Linked DNA regions of Arachis hypogaea: region 2 is linked to region 1. The links are chromatin contacts, called in public Hi-C maps. All regions are on one chromosome and are shown on one strand. The core of a region is the stretch at or near the end of the contact, and the rest is flanking DNA. Distances in the headings are between cores, read along the strand shown. Region 1 holds the start of LOC112791037 (patellin-3). Region 2 holds the start of LOC112791042 (ferrochelatase-2, chloroplastic).

The links. A called contact is a pair of places that touch in the nucleus more often than the background predicts.
Region 2: a contact with region 1 is called in a Hi-C map of leaf, with 10 times the contacts expected there. The contact joins the promoter of LOC112791042 here to the promoter of LOC112791037 in region 1. A contact is called at or near these places in 4 of 8 Hi-C or Micro-C datasets (leaf and an unstated tissue).

Annotation. Positions count from the first base shown.
Region 1 is chr3:117,673,904-117,679,814 of arahy.Tifrunner.gnm2.J5K5, reverse strand. It overlaps LOC112791037 (patellin-3), which reads left to right and starts at 3,743. Exons shown (of 4, transcript XM_025833717.3): 1 at 3,743-5,553; 2 at 5,630-5,754; 3 at 5,870-5,911. The coding sequence starts at 4,474. It overlaps LOC112791039 (a long non-coding RNA gene), which reads right to left and starts at 3,125. Exons shown (of 2, transcript XR_011880199.1): 1 at 2,817-3,125; 2 at 1,868-2,537.
Region 2 is chr3:117,818,224-117,824,365 of arahy.Tifrunner.gnm2.J5K5, reverse strand. LOC112791042 (ferrochelatase-2, chloroplastic) reads right to left here and starts at 1,615. Exons shown (of 11, transcript XM_025833721.3): 1 at 1,227-1,615; 2 at 969-1,133; 3 at 1-277. The coding sequence starts at 1,102.

The DNA.
Region 1 (5,911 bases), core at 2,494-4,993:
GGATTACCAAATTCATGTAACTTGCTATTGTATTTTGCATTTTATGTATTTGTGTTTCCCTTCGTAAATCGCTACCGCTTGTAGCATTTCTGTTGCTTTTTCGTTTCAACATAAATCACGACATGCCTGAGCGGTTTATTTGTAGATTCTTAAAACCTTACACTATGTAACGATTTATATAGATTTAATACAGAATCTAAATGTAGTTAATCTCCTTTATTTATTTATTTATTGATTTATCCTAATAATAACGATGATGATATTGATATCTATTGTTGGCACCTGGCAGTGCGTAAGTTTCGCATGCTGTTTGTATTAGCTGCACAAGAGTGAATGCTATTTTAACCATTACATCGTTGTCAGAGTAGATAAAGAAAAGGAAAACAAAATGAAGGATGATTAGTTAAAGTGCATCATGGCTAGGAAAGATTGAACAACACTGTTAGTTACATATACCCATCATTGTCATCACATTGATTCATTCATTCATTCATTACATTCACAACGCTGAAACAAATAGATGCCAACCTACTATTGGGTATTACCGTAAATGTACCTTATAGAGTAAAGATTATTATATTTTCCTTCTAACAACTAGTACTATACTACTATACACTCCTTTTATTTTCTTTACTCCTTTTAAAGGCCTGTAATATGAATCTATTACAAGAGGTTCTCTAATCAGACAAAGGTAGATATAAAGTAAGGGAAAAAGATGTTAGAATGGGGGGAAATGTATACGAAAAATTGAACCACATTGCTGCTTTTAGATGTCATGTAATAACTCTTCTATCAATGGTCTTCAACAGAGTGCAGCCCAAGCCTGTGTCTCATTGTTGAGACATTGACCGAATATTCCTTCATGTTGTTTCGTTCCCATTGGTCATTGTCACCATTGATTGTAATTGACAAAAGAAACTATTCATGTTAATTGTAACTTTATAATCGTATAGATTTCTTCAATAAACAAAGAGGAATAATTTATAAGCATAATAAATTTAATATTATAAGGGAAAAAAAAAGAGCCAAGCACGTTGGTATCAGTTCTCTCTCCTACGTGTTTCAGTATCACTCAAGTGACAAGGTCTGTGATAATATTTGATTATTCCTTCGCTAATAATGTAAGGTATTGTTTGGACAGCCCAAAGAAAAAAAGAAATGTGTTGCTCAATGCTCAATTCGGAAAATAAAAAAAATAAACAGAAAAATGGAAGGGCTATGTCACTTCGGAATCCTAATGCATAATGTATATGTATACTGCTTTCACAAGATTGAAAGGTCTGATGTTATGGAATTGTGCTATTGATAATAATAATTTGACTTAATATATTTGAATGGGTGCGGGTGTTATTAGAACTTCATTTGATGGCAAATGAATTGTGGAGTTAACATAATATCTCATGTCAAATAACTACAAATACGTTGGACTCAAACTACTGCCACATAATTTTTGTTTTAACACAAGCAAGTGCCTATAGTCTTGTAGATCATAACTACAGACTTTTACCTTAAATATGCATATTTTAGGTGCTTGCAACCTTGCAAACTCTAGGTGCTTGCAAGTTGCAACGTTGCCTCCTATATTTTTATAGTTCCATCAAAGAAGGCATAGCAAATATAGTTACTTGGACAAAAACTAATACCACCAAACAAAATGAATGTTCTTTCTGGGAATCATCATTCTATAAAGATTCAGAAACAGATTCTAAAACCAATGCCTATAGAAACTATAGTAAGTACATAACAGATATTGCTTTGGCGCATTACTTAAGCAGTAAGAACTAAGAACAACATCCAAATTGAACATGAGAAATTCTATAAAAAGGGGAAGAAAAAGAAAAGAGTTGAATGTAATGAGATTAAGGACTTCAAAAGATTTTCCACTATTTCATTAATAAATTACTAATACCTATGCATAATTGCATACACAATTACATTACAGAGGAAGGACAACAACGAGAGCTATTGTAACTCTGCTCCAAAATTCCAACTGATCCCATCACAAGGTAACCTGAACCCTATTTTGATCCTACTAAAAGTATAATAAGAAAGAAAAAAGGCAATGCATCCAAGTAGAAAGGGTCAAAATCACAAAGCAAAGTTTCCGGCAAAGCATCAAAAGCAGCAAGAACAATCAAATGGACAGAGCGGAGTACCTCCAGCATCTGCCTTATTGAGGCCCAACTCATCTTCAGTGTAGATTGTGAGCCCATCACTGGTTTTCTTTCTTGATCGGGAAGGTTTGTCTAGAAAGCCACCATCATCATTATCATCTTGCTCTTTGGTCTTCTTCTTCTTTTTCTTCATCTTCTTCTTGTCATTATTTGTTTTCTCATCATCAGATTTCTTTCTCTTTTTCCCAGCGAATATTTCATCAATTTCACTACCTGCCTTCTTCTGAGATGGCTTCTCCTCTTCTTCTTGCTCGTGCACAACATTATCATCCTCTTTCAGCTCCTGATTACAGGTCACTTTACAACCGTTCTTCTTCTTCTTCGTCATTGGAGTGAAAACAGTGTTACAATCTTTGTCAGAACCTAGTGACAAAACATGTATTTTGTTTAGGGTTTCATCAAACACCAAATGCAAATTCGATAATAAAGAAGAGACTCTGCATTTATACGACTAGATTCAAAATAAGGAAAAACAAATCCCGAATTAAAAAAATACGTCAACAACGGCGAGCGGTAATGGAACAATTTCAAACAAACAGAGATACAAATTCAGAAGATTAACAAACAAACAAAAATTTAAAAAACACAAAGATTAATTTCAAATCAAAGTATCAAACAGAAAAAAAAAAAAAGAAAAAAAACCTGCAGATGGAGGAGAAGTAGTCGGCTGCGTGGCAGAAGCTGTCGGCGACGAGGCAGGTGCAGTCAGTCGCGAGAAACAGAATGCCGGAAGGGGCAGACGGCGGATCAGTGTTTTAGATCAGTGGCGACGAGGTAATCGAGGAAGCTGGCAGCGGCGACGACAGGGGAACTCGAGGAGGCCGAACGAACTGCTGAAGGCTGAAGGAAGCGGGAACCCGGGGGGAGTTAGGGTTTTGCAATCTTTTTCTTTTGTCATCTTTTTGGGCCTTAAGATATGGGCCTTAGAGAAAAGAAGTTCGCCGATGATCCATTGCATTGGGCTTCATTGAACTATTAATAGGCAAAGGAGCAGCATGTGTTGGTCTATTATTGGGCCGACCATTGAATCTTTTGAAGAAGAATGTGAATGTGCGTGGTGTGTGGTGTGTGGTCCATTTTGCCATATGTAGTATACCTGTGTTTTGTTCTTTGGTTTTCTTGTCCTCTTGTTTGTTTGTTTCTCATTAACCAAGACCAAAAATTTAAGAACATCCATGTATTCTTGTTTCTTGCTATCTAGAGATAATAAACTAATAATTACTCCATAATTTCACATTGTCCTGTAAGAACCTGTTTGTTTGTTTTAGAGTTGGAAGGTTCCCAAATACATTTTTTACTCGTCGCATATATAAACAAGAAAGTCAAGTTATTTGGCTAACCAAGTGTGGGAGGGCAAAATTTACCTTTTTAGGGTCATTTAGTAAAAGAACAATTATGTTGTTATTATTATTATTCTTACTAACAGGTCATTTTTTAATTCAAAAGTAATTTAAATTTATGTCATCCCAAAAAAGAAAAGGAAAAAGAGATCCAATGCAATGAAAATGCATGCTGTGCTAATGTGGGCCACATCGAAAACACTTTAACGGCCTGGATGCAATGGAAGGTACAGCTAGATAGTTGCAAGGGACAACAAAGCAAAAACATGCAGAGGGCTGAACCGCATAAAGTAAAGTACCTACTCGACCTCATAAGCTGCTAACGTTATTCCTTACCCTCTTTTTAATGTTAGTGTATTTCTGTTTTCTATTTAGTTCTTCTTCAATTCATTATTATTATGGGCCGGTATAGTTATCATTACAGGACCGTTTTCCAAATAAATGCTATATATTATATATTATATGGAATTAAAATTGATACACGAACATGAGTGTCGGGTTGGAAAATGGAAATCAATTTGAGATGAGAGTGGTGTGGGTGTGAACAACGGTATGTAGGTCCATCCTATTGGATAATAATTTGATGAGCAGAAATGATGTGTATGTAACTTGAGTTTGAATATATTTTATAAAGTGGTGATACAGATACAGATACAGATTTGTTATTTCATTTCATGACTTTATAAAATAATCGGAATATTTGTTTTAAGAAATAAGTTAGAAGAAAAAGCATGATGAGAAGTGGGTAAGCGGCAATGGCGCCGTTGATTTATGAGATAAGAACATTGCATTAGAAAGAGAAATATAGAACGTGGGGTGTGCTGCGAAGAAGAAGAGGTCCCACGTTTGTGAATGTGGGTCCCATATCATGTTCCAAGCTGGCACGTTCTCCTCTACATAAACCCTCGTTCTCTAACCCCTTTCCATCAAATTACTCACCATCTTAAACATCTTCATTGATGATGGCCGAGGAAGCTCCAAAGAACCAAGAGGCGGTGGTGGTTACACATGTTCCGCCGCCTGAGGCCGAGGAAGAGAAGAAGCAGCCCGTGACTTTGGGCACTCACCTCTCCAAGCTTCCGGAATCCGGAACCTTCAAGGAAGAAAGCACCAAGCTTTCTGATCTCCCTGAGACCCACAACAAGGCGCTACAAGAACTCAAGAGCCTCGTTCAGGAAGCTCTTAATAACCACCAATTCTCTGTCCCTAACCAACCCAAGCAACAACACAAGCCTGAAGAAGCTGTAACTGCTGAGAAAGAAAGTGAAACGAAAGAGGAAGAAAAAGCTTCTGAACCTGCCACGAAAACAGACAACGAGGACGAGGTGGGAGAAGAAGTGAAAGAAACCGCAGTGGTTGAGGTTGAAGAAAAGGTGGTGGCTGCTCCATCCATTGATGATGATGGTGCAAAAACTGTTGAGGCTATTGAAGAGACCGTTGTTGCTGTCTCTGTTTCAACAACAGAAAGTCCACATCCACCGGCACAGAAAGTTTGCCAAGAAGCCAAGGAGGACGTGCCATTGCCACCGGAAGAGGTATCCATTTGGGGGATACCACTTCTTGCAGACGAAAGAAGCGACGTCATCCTCTTGAAGTTCCTGCGCGCCAGAGACTTCAAAGTGAAAGACGCTTTCGCCATGATGAAGAATACAATCCGGTGGAGGAAAGAGTTCGGAATCGATGAGCTAATGGAGGAGAATTTAGATTGTGATGAACTGGAGAAGGTGGTGTTCATGCATGGATTCGACAAAGAAGGACACCCTGTTTGTTACAACATATTCGGCGAGTTCGAGAACAAGGAGCTGTATAAGAAGACATTCTCTGATGAGGAGAAGAGGCAGAGGTTCCTGAGATGGAGGATTCAGTTCTTGGAGAAGAGTATTAGGAAACTGGACTTCAATCCTGGCGCCATTTCCACCATTGTTCAGGTCAATGATCTCAAGAACTCGCCTGGTCTTGCCAAGTGGGAGCTTAGACAAGCTACCAAAGAAGCCCTTCAGCTACTTCAGGACAATTACCCTGAATTTGTGGCCAAACAGGTTCATCTTTTTTGTTATTCTCAAATTGCATGCAAATCACTAGTCATATAAACGATCCTCTTTGCCTTTGGTTCAGGTGTTCATCAATGTGCCATGGTGGTACCTTGCTGTGAATAGAATGATAAGCCCTTTCCTTACCCAGAGAACCAAGAGCAAGTTTGTGTTTGCAGGGCCTTCAAAATCAGCAGACACCCTTTTGAGGTTAAGGCCAAAAGATTCAAACTTTGCTTATTCCTTGTCTTTTCCGTTTAGTTTTCTGTTTGGATTCTGCATAGCTTTTAAAGTGCCCTCTTTGTCCTTTTTTTGGTTATTTCAGATACATAAGTGCAGAGCAACTTCCGGTGAAGTATGGTGGACT
Region 2 (6,142 bases), core at 366-2,865, 150 kb before region 1:
TCCAAGGTTTAACAATAACACTCCAATCTTATCATCACCAACAAGAGGTGTACCAGAATCAGAAACATCTTGAGCTGTTGGAGTAACTAAAGCATCAACCGGCAACAAGTGCCGCCTGAGTGATTGCTTGGAAATAAAGGGTTGTGCTTCAGACCATCCTGGCGAACATCTTCCCATGGTGTAATTCTTCAAGGGGTTAGCGGTAGTTGAAGTCTCCGCTTGGCCTCCAGAACAGCGATACATCTTTTGGGAGATGCAGATTGCCTGTGGCAACAACCTATGAAAGTAAAAAATATTAAAAAACTTTGCAAAATCTACTAACATTTAGCAATAAGATAACTGAATTACATGAATAAAAATTTTAATAAGAACATGTTAAAAACATACTTTTGGCATTAAGATGTTCATACCAAATGTTTGGAACAGGCAAGCAAAAGGGCTCATAGCATACAACACATGCTTATTTAGAAAGCCAGGATTAAGTTGGGTTTTCTGCCCAATGGAAACAAAATTATAAACGAAAGCTTATGGTCTTCGACACTTTCGGTAAACTTCAGAGGGAACAAAGAGTAGTTGACATAACATTATAATATTTCCTTAACCAATGGAATATTTTATGTTAAAAAAGCAATCTTATAATGCCAATAATAAACACTAAAGGAATACTCAATATAGAAATTAACTTTTTGTTGTGGACATTGTGGACACAATATAAGCAACGAAAATAACCCTATTTAGAATTGGATCTCAGATTTTTAACAATTTAATAGGCAGGGTAACTAACTCCGATGTCAGAACATGGTGCTTCTAGCTAAATGAGTCCATATTTAAGTCCTAACAACTAGACTTCAAGTATGTGCTATGAAACACTGCTGAATACCGAAGATACCTATATGAATAGTTACCCGAACATTGATAAAAACACGGAATAATCACTAATGGGAGTAAAGGCCGAAAGCAATACTTACAGAGGAAACTTGAAATTGCGAGAAGCATGAGTGAGACATGGCGGAGGACAGCGAATATAAGAGCAAGAAGAAGAGGAAGGAGATGAAGGAGCGTGAATTGGAGAATTCATAGCTTGTGATGAATGAAAAATCATCACTTTTCACCACTTGCTCGTCCTTCAGTTCCTGCAAAATGTAATTTTCAGGCTTCAGCAACAAAACTCAAAGCTCAAGCGAACGAAACCCAGAAATCAATTACAGAAAAGGAGTGAACTTTACCTAATTCCAACCAATTTGGAAGAGAAAGACCTATCACTAAGCAGAAGGGGGACTACGAATAAAGACCATGTAAAGTTCCTTTCTTTTTTTTTATTTATTTGATGGGTTCTTTATGCAAATGTAGAAAAAAAAATGTAATAAATGCTAAGTAGGGTTTTGCATCTGAAATCTGAATAGAGAGAGAGAGACCCTTGAGGTTGAGAGTGACTGATCTCTGATGAGATTGGAAAAAAAATCCACAGCCACCTCTTGTTCCCCTTTTTGTGTTTATCAGCTTCTCATCTTCAACGATTTTTAACTGTCCAAAATTTTTCCAATATTATCTTTCTATCCTTTTCATTACATGGGGATTGGGCTCAAAACAATTTAATGTTCCCCTCTTCATGCCTATGAGTCTATGACATTTGTTTGCTTTTTATGTATTTTTGGCTTTATTTGTTAGGAGTGTTTATATGATTTTAAATTTTCTTACACTTAGAATGCAAACAATTTAATTAGATTCCATAAATGGTCATAGTAAATAATATAAATTATATTTTTATTAATATATAAATAGTAATCCAATTAAATATTTATTTAAAAATTATTTATATTTACAATGTACAAAAATTAAATTTATTATGAGGTATTTCTTTTTAATAGAGTATGTTGATTTTTGGACGATAAAAGGAATTTATAAGACTCCAAATATATCTGGGAATTTCTGAATTATCCAACTTGATGTGGACACACATGCATACCCATCAAAGATGTATGGCATATATATTTTTAATAAATTTATTTTATTTTCGGACTGATTATCCATGAAAGAATGAATATGCACCTCCACCAGCTTACTCTTTGAAGTAAATAAATCAAAAGAAATGTGACAATATATTGATAATTTGATATACTGTTAAATCCCCCCTTTAGTTACCAACCCAAAAAAAAAAGACTGGGTTTTGTTTAATGTTAAATAGTCAAGCAGGCGACATGGGATTTAAGTTTTTTTTTTTTTTCTCTAAATAAAATCATAGTTATGAAAAAAAATAATCATGTATATCGTTTTCTCCCTTCTATTCATGCTGCATTCCGTTTTCCTCTTCTTCAAAGGTGTAGAATGTAAAATTAAAAAATAAAAAAATCACATAATTTTGAGGTGAAGTACTGAAGTGGTAATTAAGTACATTTCCTTTGAAAATTAAAACAAAATGAAAAAAAAAAAATTGACGGGAGAAAGGATATTATGACTTGAGTCACAATTCACTTGCGTTTTTGCTAGAGGGAAGACCCACGTGGGTGCCATGTGAGGCACCAATGTGTTTGTTACTTTGTTACCTTATAATTTGTCGAGCAATAAAGAAGACAGCAGAATCTGAATTCCATAATTTTGTGTGTCTCTCATATCAAACAAATATAGTAGTCTAAGAATGCCCCCACAGATGAAATTTGCATCGGACTTTCTACAATGGGACTGCATTAGTCAATTCCATTCCAATCTCACATTAAAAGTTTCACACTTTCACTCCTATGGAAGGATCATCACTCACTCTACACAAATGATGATGATGATGATGAGATTATTTGTTCCGCAACTATAATGTTCTATTTTACATGTGATTGTGAAATTCACATGTCTATTTATCTTGGTTTTGTAGCGAGGAACATCGTTGATTTGGAGTGAGCCTGTATGTATTTTATTGCATAATAGGCCGCCTTCTCCAAAATTAAGAGGGAAAATTTTACAGTAATGGTAAAAATGTGTTTTATTCCACGTAATGTTGTAATTTTGTAAGTAACTTTATACTCTAATCATTCGATTATTAACTAATGAAACGGTCTAACTTTCAACGCCAGCAATTGTTATCATCTACGTATGCCTTTGATAAGAACAAATTTGAATTGGTTTATAGGAAGAGAAATAAGGAGTAGATAAGTTAAATTTTCACTACTTAATTTATAATTGTTGTTGGTTGGCTGTTGGTTAGTTCTTCTAAACTAGTTTAGCAGGTTATGAGCAATAATCTAGACTTACCTGCCCGTAATAAATATTAGGAACTAATTAGTTCTAGTTAGTTAGAAAAATCTGTTTTGCTGTTAGTTCAAGAGAGAAAACTCTCTCTAGAGTTGATTAGATTCAATAGTGTAATAGTGTTATTTCAGTAAGAGACTATGATTTATAATTCTTAGTTCATGAATAAAATTTTCTAATTTCTGCTAGATCCTATCAACTGGTATCTAAGCTTGATGATCTTGGCGCTGAATGATGCAATCGAGATCAACGAAAAAGGAGACACAATTTGACACAATCAAGTCGCGCATGGAGGAGATGTGCCAATCGATGCAGGAGACACTTTAGCGTTTCGATTCCAGAATGGATCGTTCGAAAATCGTGCGCTTAATTGGAACAAGCATGGTTCACTGGGATCGCACCAGGCTGGTTGGCGGGAAATCGTGGCACGCTAAAGCAATGGTGGAAGCTAGAATTTTCGATCTTCCACAATGATGACATGGTGGTTTGGATTGAATGCATGGAGCAATTTTTTTTGCTACGCGCAGTGCTAAAGGAGGAATGGCTCACATTCGTCACCTTTGTGATGGAAGGAAGGACATTCACGTGGTTCAGGTAGTGGGAGGTCTCCACACACCAGAATCGCTAATGGACCTCTTCTTGAACGGGTTGAAACTGGAAGTGGGTGAAGAATATAAACTGTTTCCATACTAGTCAGTGGATGAGTTGATGGAGCTGGCACAAAAGGTAGAAAATTGCACCACTACCTTGCGAGGAGTATCAGGACACAATAAACCATTGGCTTCCAACTTCGTTGTTGCCAATTCACCCATTACCAAAGATATGCACCCTGCTATAGCATCTAATTCTATAGCAAATATGGGCGTGGAGTCGATGTCAAATCCCTTGCGACGGCGCAGATTGAGACATCTCAGCAACGAGGAGTATAGGGTGAAGCACGCTAGGGAGAAATGTTTCATCTATGATGAACCATACTCAGTAGAGCATGTATGAAAAAACAAAGAGTTCAAGCTACTGATCATGGAACCAGAGGCTGAGGAAGGGAAATGGTTAGAGCATGAGGCTGTTCTAGACACAATAGAACAGCTAGAGCTCAAAATTTCAAGCTCCAATCGCCACCATAGGTCGTTCAAGGCATGGGCTGAGGTGAAAGGGCGTTGAGTGAGAGTGCTGGTTGATTGTAAGACCTCAGATAATTTTGTAGCACCGAAAATTGCAGCAGAACTAGGGCTGGCCATAGATACTACACCTAAGTTCCGAGTGAGGGTGGTTGACCGTCGAAATTTGAGGGGACATGACAAATACAAGGGAGTCATATTAAGCTTCTAGGGGTTGTCTGTAACAGAGAATTTCTACCTTTTTTCCATCAATGAGGCAGAGTTTGTTTTGGGGCTAGCATGGTTAGACAAGTTGGGAGTCATTAGAGCAAGTTTTACAAATTCTTGGATCGAGATACTCAAAGGTGGGGAGGCTTTAACTTTGAAAGGCGACTTGGAATTGTGTTACGGTGGACTGAATTTACACTCGGCTTTAGTTGCAAGTGTTCCACAGTTGATACAAAATTGTTGGACAATTATAAGGTGTAAAACTCGGTTAATAAATGGCTAATTAACCCATAAATGAGAATTTATTATAGAAAATAAAAAATGTGATTTTTATGGCTTAATATGATAGAGGAAATTGAGACGAGAATTTTGGTACCAATTTTGTAGAAATCGGACTAAGATTGGACCGAACGGGCCAAATCGGGCCAACCGGACCCATATTGAGCCCTTGGCCCAATCTAACTAAACCTAATACACTCATTTTAGCACTCTCTCCCTTCTTTAAGACACTAAACACGCTGAAATGAAAGCCAAGGGAGGAAGAACACTCTCTCAAGTTCTTTCTCTCATTTGATCTTTAAAACACCATAATTTTTTATCTAGAGCTCCGATTGTCGCACCGTTTGCGGCCACGCGTTCACCGCGGAGAGCTCTACGAAACTCATACAATTAATCTTGAGGTAAGCCACGTTTTCTTCTTCAAATTCCAGCCCTTATTTTCGAATTTTAGGGTAAAATGTGTTGAGATTTTGGGCTCTTTGATGTTATAGGACCCAACTTTCTTGAAGGAGAAGGTTAATCTTGTCTCCTTGAACCTTGGGTGTGATAAGATTCTCAACCCTAGTGTAATTTGTGGTTCTATGATATTTGAGTATTAAGATGTTGTGTTTGGGTATGATAATTGTGGCTTAGTAGTGTGTTTGTGAACATTGGAGCTTGATTGAGATTTTTGAAAAGCTTGAGAAAGGGCTTGGTGTACAAAAATCTGTTCTTGGAGGTGTTGAGACCTTGAGAGCTTGTAGACAAGTGGTTTGGAAGTGCTCTGGTTGAGCTTGGAAAATCGGCTAAAGTATGGTCTCGATTTTCTGTATCTAAAATATAATGTGGTGTGAAAACTTAGGCTAGAGGCCCTAAGATAGGCATTGAATTGTTGATGTTGTTGAATGGTTGAGATATATGATGTGGTCATATATGTGATTATGATTATTGATGCCTTAATGGTATGATGTATGAGGAATATGCATGTTGTGATATATGCTTGATGATTGATTGAGGTTGAATTGTGGGTGAAACCATGTTGATGGTGAGTATGATATTGGTTATGTGCAATGATGGTTAATTGAAAATGGTGTTTTTGAAAATTGGCATGAAGAAGAGTATATGATATGTAAATATGTTTGAGTTTGAGCCACTTGGGTGAAGTAGGTTAAAATGATGGGATGGTATTTTTGTGAATTGTGGTAAAGTGTTAATGTGTGAGTTAAGGAGACTTGATGTTGATTTTGGTATATTTTGATTGATTTCGAAAAGGATTGAAATTGGCATGTCTTGGTTGATTTTGAAAAGGGTTGGAAATGACT